Linked DNA regions of Mus musculus: region 2 is linked to region 1. The links are chromatin contacts, called in public Hi-C maps. All regions are on one chromosome and are shown on one strand. The core of a region is the stretch at or near the end of the contact, and the rest is flanking DNA. Distances in the headings are between cores, read along the strand shown. Region 1 overlaps Mvb12b (multivesicular body subunit 12B). Region 2 overlaps Mapkap1 (mitogen-activated protein kinase associated protein 1).

Region 1 (5,670 bases), core at 2,069-4,568:
GAGAAGGTGTCATTCAAGCTTACAAAAGAGATAATGGAAATGATATTACATAAAACGTCTCTATTCACACATCTGAACAGGTCAGCGACAAGGCAGGAATGGCCCCAAAACCAGTTCTTCTCTGGAACAAGACCATAAATATTGAGCACCTCCTGTATGCCTGGTCCTGGCTGGGTGCTCGGCACACTGGGAAATGAGATGCCTTTGTTTTGTTATCCTAAATGAATCCTGAACTTTGGCTGTGAAAACAACTACTCTGTGTGTGTGTGTACATGTGTGTGGAGGTCAGAGGTCAGCCTCAGGTGTCATCACACAGGAAGGCTATCCTCAGTTTTTTGATACAGTCTCTTCCTGGCCTGGAGCTCTCCACTAAGCTAGGTTCTGGCCACCGAGCACCATAGAGTCCTCTGTCTTTGTCTCCCCAGCACCGGGATTATTAATGAGAGCCCCCGCTCCCAGTTTTGTCTGTGGGTGCTGGGGATTGGTCTCAGGTCCTCACATAAACTCTGAACTATCTTTGCAGTCCTGAATAACCCTGAACAAGACCCGTTAGCTAAAGGTAGAACTCCTTCCTTAGACCTGGGCAGTCAAGCACAATGCCCAAGCTGTCCAGGAAACGTATGTAACCAGGAAGCTCAGTGGCCACAGAAGCCACCTGCCCTGAGTCTACAGAGGTGACAGGACCGTTGGCAGAAATAGCAAGAGTTGGGGACCAGGCAACGTTCAAGACAAAGATCTTCTCTAAGGACAGAGTTCTGCTGGCACTGGATGTATCTGAAGTCAATACACAGGGCAAGGCATGTAAAAGCCCAGTGTGTTCACTGCCTCTACCGAGTGAGCAATTCAGGATGCCTCTATGTGTCACCAGAGTGATGCACAGGGCCAGCGAGGTAAGCTCCACTCCCTCATTCAAGATTATGGATGTCGCCTTGCCAGTGAATCAAGAGATTGCTCATGCTGTAAAAGAAAGCACTCGCCAACAAAGGATCTCACCTTGGAGGAAAGTTTGGCATCATTCACCATCCCAGAGATGATGCTAAGACAAATCTGAGTGTGAAGAGTCTCATTCTCTGTGACATGTGACAAATAATTCCATCCAAACACAGGCTGGACCAAAGGCTTGTTCTCCCTCTCTCTCTCGCTCTCCTTCTCCCCTCCTTCCCTCCCTCCTTTCTTTCCCTCTAGTAAATAGCACAGAGGCTTAGGATCATCACCGGCACTAACTAAGAAGGAAGGGAAGCACAGGGGGCATGCAGGGCAGCACTGAAGGAAAGATGAGGTGAGGTGGGGGCAGGGGTAGACTCAGGTGCTCTGTCTGTGAGAAAGTTAGCTCTGCTGTCCTTAAATAGGCTGGGCTCTCCTCTGTGCTGCTGTCAGAAGTTAGATGCATGTGTCCCCAGAGAAGGGAGGGCACTCTGGTGTGAGACACTGGGCAGCTTCTGAGCTGATTACCCACCCCTGTGAAGTCGAATCATTGCCTGGTAAATCTCAAGATGCTAGCCTGAGCCCCGTACCTTCCAGGCCCCAGGCAGATGGAGAAAGAGAGGAGTGTGAAGCAGAGGGGACGTGGGCTGGCAGATCATGGGTCCTAGGCTAGGGCCTCTGCAGAGAGGTGGCTGGAACATGAGAGCTGCAACTGTTCACCATCCCTGGCTCTTTGGAGGTCTGATCTAGAGAATGAAGCTTTGAGGAAGGGCAGGCAGGTGACACTGAGGTGGTCCCCAGCTCAGATGGGACCTGATGCTGGTGGACAGACACAGGAACTCATGGAGCTACAAAGCTCACAACAGGGAAAGGAACTGAGGGTTCAATGCCACTATGTGGCATGGTGGGTTTGGCCACCTCCCATCATTTTAAGGTTCAGGGAAGACTGCAGCACGGGAGACAAAGATGTACACAGCACAACTCGCACGGCCCCACTCCTGATAAGGGGTTGTTGGAGGTGCTTCCTTCATCCCCTTAGCTGTCCCAAAAAAGACCCGAGAATGGGTCTGGAGTACTGTAGTAACAGCAACACCCCTGTGGAGTCTTTGCCTGCTCCTGACGCCCTTGGGACTTAGAGATCCTAGTCAGCCATGTGTTCAAGGCCTCTCTCTCCCTAATGAGAGCTGAGAGGCTGAGGCAGTAGGGATTTCCAGAGCACTGGGGCCACCCTGACACTTGGGTGCTTTCGTGAATCATTTGGGCTTGTACACTTTCACCTTTCAGGCTGACAAAGGGAGAGAAACAAACAGCAGCCTGGACTGAACAAGAGCCACGGCCTCAGGGCCTGATGTCCAAACCTGAATTTAAATCTCAGCCCTGGGTGCAGTGCTGGGCGGGTCCATCTCTCTAAACTCCTTCTCCTACTTAGAATTGTCTTGGGTTTTACATTAGTGACAAAAGGCCCAAACAGTGCACTCAGGGGTTCCACCCGGGGAAGGGCGGGTATAATTAAATACATTATTTCTATTAACTCGATCTATTTTAATAAAATAGATAGGTGTCATCTATTTTAGCTCCCTAAATGTGTTTAAATGAAAGACATTACCGTAATATCCTCTCCTCCCCTCTCAGCTGACGGTTGATTACTGCGAGAGACACATACATGGAGAACAGAACAAAAGGCAAACTTGATACGCAAGCCTCTGCAGACAGCAGTGTCCAGAGCAGCCCCAGCAGAGGTGTCAGGAGCAGATGAAGAGCTGGGGTTAAGTACACTTCCTTGGTTATTAGTATGCTTTGGGCCAGGCCTGCAATGGGGTCCTCTGCCAGGAAGGAAGTTATGAGAAGATGAACACAGTGGGAGGAGGGAGTGCCCAGATACCTGCTCTCTGTCAAGGTGCTGTCTAAACAGAGTGCCCATGAGGTCTAGGGCCTGTAGATACATAGCATCAGGCAGGATCTTGGACCACCTTGAGCTGCATGTATACATGGTACCTGTGGCCCTGATGGGGGTACAACCACACCTTGTCTCAAACAACTGCAGTTGTTTTTGCCAAACTGACCTGGGAGATGTGGCATCTCAGGTGCTGCTCAGGTGGGAAACTTGGGCCTGAAGTTGATCTGCAAGTTCCTGTCAAGGTCCATCCAAGGCCCCTTGTCTGCCTCACCCATGGATTGAAGGCATTGCTGCTCAAGCTCTGCCAGGCTTTCAAGCCAGATACAGACCGAGAACGCAGTGGGAGTCGGCCACCTACTTAAGAGCTCTGAAGTACCTGTCACCTCATAATATTTTAATTTTCCATAATGACTAAACTGGAATAGGTCTTGGTGCTCCCCCACCTGCAGAGAGTAGGAGCACGCACAAAGGCCCCGGCAGTCATCAGCTCCACCAAGGATTTTTCCTGCAGACACCAAAGGCACATGCAGAAAGATTTTATAGATGCTGCTGGCAGGCTCTGCCTGCCTGGCACTTCCCTCTTTCCTGCCCCTAAGCCGTCATCCTGTCGCCTCCCCAGAAGGGCCTGTGGGCTGTCTGCCACAGAAAACAGCCCACTTGTAAGTGATGATGCATTTCGGCTTCCCGGCTTCCAGAGATGCTGGCTGAAGAGTCGCAGAGCCTTTACTGCCGTTTCCCTGTACTGGGGTGGGGAAGAACAAATCTTCCCTAACAGTCAGAAGTGACCATATCCGTCAGACTTCTGGGAGGGAGCACAAGGCTGCAGTGAAGACCATGCTGGGCATGTGCCAGTGTGTCCTGAGTCAGGACTCCCCACAAATCTTTGGGCTCCTCCACAGGTCATGTCCAGCAGAGAAAGTGAGTATGGAGAGCACCCCTATTCCCACAAGACCTCCTGCCTTGCAAACTGTTTTTACTAAGCCCTGGATCCTCCCAGCAATTGGGGGGGGGGGGCTGGACACTCCTTGTCTTTCCCAGGTGTGAGAGTAGCTACAGCAATGTATCACCTGCCTGAGCATAATGCAAGCCTCTAGGGGATGCTACTCATGCACACTGTGCAGTGTACAACCTGGGAGGCTGCACCCAGGATTTCTCTCTGAAAGCTGGGTAGCATGTGTCAAAATTCTGAGCATGATGTGACAGCCTTTGCCAACAGGTCTCTTGATGATCACAGAGCCTGCCATGGGCCCCGGAGTCTGCTGAATGAGCAGCGGCTTAGCCTTGCTCCTTCTGTGGGCTGTGTTACCCACATCTTCCTGACTTAGAGAGCAGAGAAGCCCGCCCCCAGGCTTCCAAACAGGCCCTTGTCTACTGAAAGGCAAGGTAGGTGGAACTGGTGCTGTGCCTGATGCAAAAGCAGAGTGGAGCACGGACGTAGAGAGTGACGCAGGCTGGCAGGACAGGGGTGCGACATGTCAAAGGGCAGATTGATCTGGGCAGGAGAGGTCTGGAAGGATGCAGTCACTCATGGCTGGGGACATGGGAGACATGCAGGTCTGACCGGCAGATGAAGGCTCAGGCTGTGCTTGGAGGAAGCACTTGTCACCGGGACAGCAGGACATTACAGTTAGAAAGGGTTGGTCAAGGGGGCAAGCCACAGCATTCGTGTGTCTAGGCACCTGCTTGGGCTAGACCACAAGCCCAGCCAAGTGGGCTTGTAGTAAATGAGGAGGGGCCATGCTAACATTCCAGCTGAGGATTCATAGGGCACGGTCCAGCCATGGGCCACGGGCAGGGTGTCAGGCTCAGCCCCTCTGTGGAGCCTTGCAGAGACACTGGCTCGAGCTCTTGAGTGCCCCTGTGAACGGGCCTATGCGTAGTGTTCATTAACTCCTGTGACACGGTGGCCACGGGGAATGTACAAAAGCATATCCAATTAGCCAGGCCTCTGTGAGGATTTGCACTCTTAAATCTTTCTGCATTTCGAAAGGGTTAAAGCTTATTATTAGCATATAATTTACAGTCCTTTCTCCCAGGGAAGGAATAATGCACAGTAAATGCCACATTCATTTTAATAATACATGTTACAGTCTGTGCCCACATCTGCACAAAGGTAAAGGAGACAGATTTTTTTGACATGTCCCACTCTGCCATCTAAACACAGGCTTTTTGTTTCTTAAGTGACGGAAGGTTTAATCAAGAAAGCAGGCAATTCATCAATCGAAACAAGGCAGTGTGCGTGCGCCTGACAGCGCACACATGGTTGTGTACAGAGCGAACCTGGCCACCTGTCAGCCACCCCTCTACATCAGGATCTACAGATATGCTGGGTGATCAATTCCCATCCTTCTGTTCAGCTCTTCTTATCCTTATTATATATTTTTCTGTAGACTTGATCTCACTGCCAGTCATGGCTAGGCCCAACAGATACACAAGGTGAGCCACAGCTCCCACAGTGGTAACCGAAGTCCCTTCCACCCCTGCCACTACTGCCACCACTGCCACCACTGCCACCACTCACTTCCCTCTGGACCTGAGCACTGCTGTCAGGTCAGCCACTTTCACTGCATTCTGGAATGTCCCCCACACTGCACTCTGTGGCTGGTTCAAGTCGCCTCTCCCTGCTGGGCATTCGTGTGTCTAGGCACCTAACAGCTTTCTAAGTCGTCCTAGGTATCCCCAGCGCTCCAATAGATAAAGGAAAGCGGAGCTGGGAAATGCAACATCCCTTCAGGCCACAACAGCATGTCCACGAGAGATGAAGGCCACAGGGACACAGGGAACACAGAGGCAGCATCCAGTGGACATCATTAGTGAACCACTCAGCTCATATTTGAACTAGGAGGAGA
Region 2 (5,670 bases), core at 1,578-4,077, 750 kb after region 1:
TTTCCTTGTTTGCCTGCTGGCCATTTGATCCACTCACAAAGCTTCAGTGCTCAGAGGATCTGTGGTGATTTACCAGAACTCAGTTCAGTTCCTTTGAGACCTTGTACTACTTCCTTCCTTCCTCATCAAAGCTATCGTAAAACAGATTTTCAATGAAATGCTTATTTAATACCTCTTTTCCGTCTGGTATATGTACTAGCACTTGGAAAGTGCATCATACACTGGAACTCAGAAATGTAGACAAAACTGTCACCCCTGAACAGGTTTCTTTTGGGAAGGCATGTCTGAGGACATGGCTGGCAGCATTACAAACAGCACTGGTACCAAGGGCAACTGTAGGGGGCTAATGGAGACCCTGCATCATTCCTTGCCATGTGCCTGGTGAGAAAACTCCTACAAGTTTCTGGGAATGGCAGCAAGTGGGGAGAGGCTGCAACCAACAATCAGTGTCACAAAGTGGGGATGACTAATTTGCCGAGGAGGCCGTTGAGACGGATGTTTAATTAGCTGAAGTCAGAGTGGATAAATTGGGAGAGGACTGCCTATGCAGAGAGGTGCCTTTTCCCACAGCTCTCATTTAACTGGGTGTTTTTTTTTTCTTTTTTACCTCATTACTGTTTTCTATTTCAAAGCAGCATCTTTAAATTAGGGGGAAAGAAGTAGAGAGGAAGTACCAACAAAATGACTTTGATGTCCATTGGAAACTTAATAGTATTCCCAGCATTTTTATGTTTAATCTCTACACAAGACCTTGTGACCTGGGCTGTATCCTGTTTTGCTTTTATGGTTGTGAATGCCATGAATGGGGAATATGTGTGCACACCTGTGTGTGTGTGTGTGTGTGTGTGTGTGTGTGTGTGTGTGTGTGTGTGTGTGTGTGTATGTATGTAAACACACCTGCACAATTCGTGAGTATTGATAACAGGTAACAGATAAAATTAGATTTTTAAGTTCTGTGTAATATTTCTCAACCACAGAATTTCCTCACTGTGAAAGGCTGTTGAAAGCTTTCTAGGCTAAGGGAAATAGATTGTGTGTTGACAGTCCACGTGAGGTCAGGAGCTGGGCTGCACAAGCACAGGTGAGCAAGCGGCACTTGTGAAGTTTATTTATCCCACTGTGTGCAGATTGTGCCTAAAAGTAAAAATAGAATTGTAAACATTGAATCCTAGTTAGCCATTTAACTACAGGGTGTTCTAAATATGCTGGTATCTGTCTCCTGGTTCAAATGCATTCGAAAAGATGGGAGTGGGGTAAATACTTGCTGGAGCAAATGGGGTCAAGTGTTAGGTATGGAATGTGGCAGTAGGTACCTGAATTTTTTGTGTACAGTTGTCAGCTTTTCAGGGCTACCAAAGTTAATAATAAAATGGAGGGTGGGGAGCTGGAGAGGTGACTCAGTGGTCAAAGCATGTAGCCCGTAAGCCCAGGGAGCGCAGCCGTGTAAAAGGCTAGATGCTCACTGCACACGCCGCTCCGCCCAGCGCCGGGAGGCAGACAGGCAGAGCTCAAGAACAGGCTGCTTAGTTGGTCTAGACAAAACAGTCAGTTTCTGGGGTAGTGGGAGACTTTCAAGCCAATAAGACAGAAAGCAGCACGGGAAGATACCCAGTAGTGTGGGATATTTTATTTTTCTATACATAATATGTTAAATAACATTTGAGGTCATGGTTTCCTTCTTTCATTTACCCGTGGCTTTAACTTTCCATGTAAAGTTACAGATTGATAATAATTATTACCACTTACATCAGCACTTTTCAAACACATATTTTAGTTGGCTGTTAGTTTCATTTTATATATGGAGTGACACTAGAGCTAAGAGAGGCTACACAGTAGTAATGAATAACCTGAGACCTAAACTCATGGGTCCCTGTATTGTCCTGTTCACGACTACAAGGTGTGTCCTCAGTACTGGGTTCATTTCAGGACACATAGCTAGCTCAGTGGAGACATGTGTACACCCCTCCCCTAGAAAGATCAATCTGCTTCCTTCTAGAATGGGAGTGTGATGCTGTAGGAAAAACCTAGACTTTGGAAATAAATCACCCTGAGTCCTCAGCAGCACCTCTGATAAGCTGTAAAATGAGACAAGTCATGAACCCCTTGCAGCCTCAGTCACAGGCTCTGAAAAGGTTGTAGGATTGCCGGGTGCTTATAAGATATTTAATCTATACAGAGAACTCAGTGGAAGTCACGTGTTGTCATCACCCTTGGGCCTAAGTTTCTCTGGAGGTGTTGCTTTACTTTGTTTCCATTCATTGACCTGGCTTTTGCCTATAACTTTATGTTTCCAGCAAGTTAAGTCTGTAGGAAACTTAATGTGATATAGAAGGAGCCTTGTATTGCACTTGAACTTGAGGCTGCTGGAAGCACCGTTTCCAAGAAACAGCTGCTTTCCTAACAAGGATGCCCATGCCATGATAGAGGAGGATTGATATCACAAGACTCCTTTGTCACACAGCTTATGTCATCAGCTTCCTGTGCCAGAGAGTCTGGAGGTAAAGCCAGCAGAAGGGTGCTGCCAAGGAACTTACTTATTTACAAGTGGCATTTGCATGTTTCTGTGGTAGAGAGAGGTTTAGCACTTTGCTGCTGCTTCTCAGGAACGGCTGCATGAAGAGGATATCATGAGAATGACTGTAGGATTACTACAAGCAAAGAGGCTCGGGGTGCTGTGTCTGTCTCTGGGAAGAGTATGAGTCTTACCCCACCCAGCACAAGCAGAAGACCCTTTCTACAGGCATGCCAGCCTTCTGTGGATCCTCTTGCCAGCTGGAAGAATTCTTCCTCTGCCAAGATTGTGTTAGCTACTTTGCATAAAACCACTCCTTTACAAGAGTTAGCCCACCCCAGCAGACTTCTCCGAGACCAGCCAAGCATCCTCCACAGTGTTCCACTGCTTGCAGAGGCCTGACACAAGAGCCATTTTCCTCCATAAGCAGCTCAGAAGGAAGTTTTCAGCAGCTGCAATATGACAGCAGAGCTCTTCCTTTTCGGTCAGTTGCAGCTGAAAGAACTTTCTACCATGTACCTGTGATTGCTGTGGAAAGGTGTGTCCTCAGTACTGGGTTCGTTTCAGGACACATAGCTAGCTCAGTGGAGACATGTGTACACCCCTCCCCTAGAAAGATCAATCTACTTCCTTCTAGAATAGGAGTGTGATGCTGTAGGGGAAAAGAAGCTGATATCCCAACACTTGAGAGAGAGGAGCAAAAGGATAAGGACTTCAGTGCCAGCCTGGGCTCTGTGAGTCTCAGAAACCCAAGCAAGAGCTAGTCAGTGAGGCTGTCTTTTTCTTATTGTGATAATGTCTAGAGACAACGATAGTTTAAATTCAGGCCAACAGCATTGGGTTTGCACCAGGAGGCAGCTATCATCCACACCTGCCTCTGTGACTCCCTAGGTCACAGGATGAAGTGTGGGGGTGCCATTTTGTCATCAAACTAGTTTTCCACAGGGAAAGCCAGTGAGATCCAAGTAAAGCTCTAGTGCTGGAGGAACTAGAGTGGCCTTGGGGCTCTTCAGTATTCCTAGAGACTGTCACTACTAAGTCAAAGGAATACCAGACCATAGCAAAATGTGAGTGTGCTGGGTTTTCCCCTGTACTACATTTAATAGTGGAACAATATGAATTAAGATGAATTACAATTTAAGTAAAACAAACAAACGCACTGAAGGGTCACACAGATTTTTCAAGCATCAGTTGTCAAAAGCATCCTTAGTGCTCAGTAAGTATTCCAGCAGCCTCTGCTGTGCTGGGCAGCATGGGAAGAAGAGAGTAAAGCAACAAGATGTAAGGACAGTGGTTCTTGCTTGTAGCTTCACGTGTCCGTCTGTGTTTCTCTAGCGTCAGTCGTGCCCTTACTTTCTCTTTGTTTCCATGAGCCCCCTGTCCTGTCCACCAGCACTGGACCAGGCAGTAGGAGCTGGGCAGACTCCCAAAGAGTGAGTGACTCTGCCTGGCTCAGTGGCTGGGAAGGTTGGCAGGTCTCAGAGCCTCAGCCTTGTAGCATCTTGGCTTTGCAGCAGCAGATCTGGAACTGACACTGGCAACCTGATAATCTTGCCAGATGTTGATGACTACCTTTCTAAAGACAAGTATGATCAGATCCTTTTCCTTTGTCAGAGGGATGTTGAACTTAAGTAAATTAATTGTGAACAATAATGATTTCCTTTTGGTTTGCCAGAACTTTGGTTGGCCCAGAGGTGGTGACTGATGCATTTTGTAAAATCAACTAAAACGCTGTCTCATGACCTGCAGCCTTTTCACTGGCTGCTGGCCCAGGCCACCCTTTGTTTGTTTGTTTGTTTGTTTTTTAAGATTTTTATTTATCTTATTATGTATGTGAGTACACTGTAGCTGTCTTCAGACACACCAGAAGAGGGCATCAGATCTCATTACAAATGGTTGTGAGCCACTATGTGGTTGCTGGGAATTGAACTCAGGACCTCTGGAAGAGCAGTCAGTGCTCTTAACAGCTGAGCCATCTCTCCAGCCCATCGGGCCACTATTTGTTTAGGAACAATTCATTGCATTTTCGTTGTGAGAGACTAAGTTATTTCACAGTTGAAACATTAAGTGAACACTTAAATATCTTCAAATCAAAAGGCTATTCACATTATACAGCATTGCCACCCAGCTCCCAATACCTATATGTGTGTGTTTGTGTGTGTGTAAATGTACATATATATATACGTGTACATATATACATCTATATGTACATATATATGTCTCTCCGGCATCATCAAGAGCCAGAGGAGCATGCCACAGCCAGGCAATTGTTGCAGTAGAAGGAATCACTGTACATACCATGTATAGAAAAAATACACAGCCAACTCATATTCTAAAGGTGTAAGAGGGGCCAGGGGGACACAGCCTGTATGCTCTTCTTCCTCCTTAGTGGGCACTGATAGATACTGTCTGATCAGATGATCACTTTTTAAAATCACCTACTGAGTGTGCTAATAGAAAATATGAAAGTGTATACCAGAAGAAATACCCTAAAAACTTAAATTAACTTCTTGTAAGGTAGGGCTTCGGGGAGGGGGGTGTCACTGTGTTTTGTCCTCGAACTTGGGACTTGTTTTGTTTATTTCCAAATTGTACATGACCTTCGATGAAAGTAAAATAAAGCTCTGTGTTCAAATTCTGCACTTTAGAAAGATTTCTCCTTTCTCTCCATGTTTGGACTTTCTCTATTTGGAAACTTCGTTTCCCCTAAAAGCTACCATCCATTTTATCGGTTAGATGTCAGGTTTCTCTGAGAACATCATTAAATAGTTGCTTCCCGTCATAAACATTTCCAGACTCCATGAGAGCAAATGCTATGTGAGCATGGCTGTTGAGCTGTGACTTGGCCAACATTGTATCTCTGTGACCTGGATTTTCCGTGGGTTAGAGCACAAGCTATTAGCCTAATACTTGTTCCCATTCTAAGAATGACTAATACTTCTAAGAGAAATGAAAACATCTGCTTTTCCATAGCATTAGAGTCCCAAACAGCTGTCACATGTACATTTTGACATCTTTTTTTCCCTTTAAAACTAGGACAAAAATGAGTTTACTGGATCTACCGATCTGGCTCATCATGCCATGGAGCTTCTGTGGGGAGAAGCCACAGAAGTCCTGTGGAGATAAAGCGTAGCTATCCCACGATGCTTGAACATACT

Evidence for each region. Hi-C and Micro-C count contacts between places; a contact is called where the count stands out from the background.
Region 2: a contact with region 1 is called in a Hi-C map of cortical neurons, with 2.1 times the contacts expected there. The contact joins two enhancer-like sites. A contact is called at or near these places in 1 of 484 Hi-C or Micro-C datasets (cortical neurons), 2 of 115 datasets of contacts at active chromatin or transcription factors (embryonic basal ganglia and embryonic stem cells) and 1 of 9 other capture datasets (embryonic stem cells).

Annotation. Positions count from the first base shown.
Region 1 is chr2:33,791,258-33,796,927 of GRCm38.p6, forward strand. The region is part of intron 7 of Mvb12b (multivesicular body subunit 12B); the gene reads right to left. Gm33856 (a long non-coding RNA gene) reads left to right here. Exons shown (of 3, transcript XR_374264.4): 1 at 1-5,670. Among named protein-coding and RNA genes, the nearest start is that of Gm33856, 4.5 kb to the left of the region's middle. Within about 2 kb of position 3,319, at least 30 of the 459 cell types and tissues checked have an H3K27ac peak or open chromatin away from gene starts, as enhancers often do. A contact at or near this core is called in cortical neurons, where this site is marked.
Region 2 is chr2:34,543,769-34,549,438 of GRCm38.p6, forward strand. All of the region lies in intron 7 of Mapkap1 (mitogen-activated protein kinase associated protein 1), which reads left to right. Among named protein-coding and RNA genes, the nearest start is that of Gm34178, 29 kb to the right of the region's middle. Within about 2 kb of position 2,828, at least 44 of the 459 cell types and tissues checked have an H3K27ac peak or open chromatin away from gene starts, as enhancers often do. A contact at or near this core is called in cortical neurons, where this site is marked.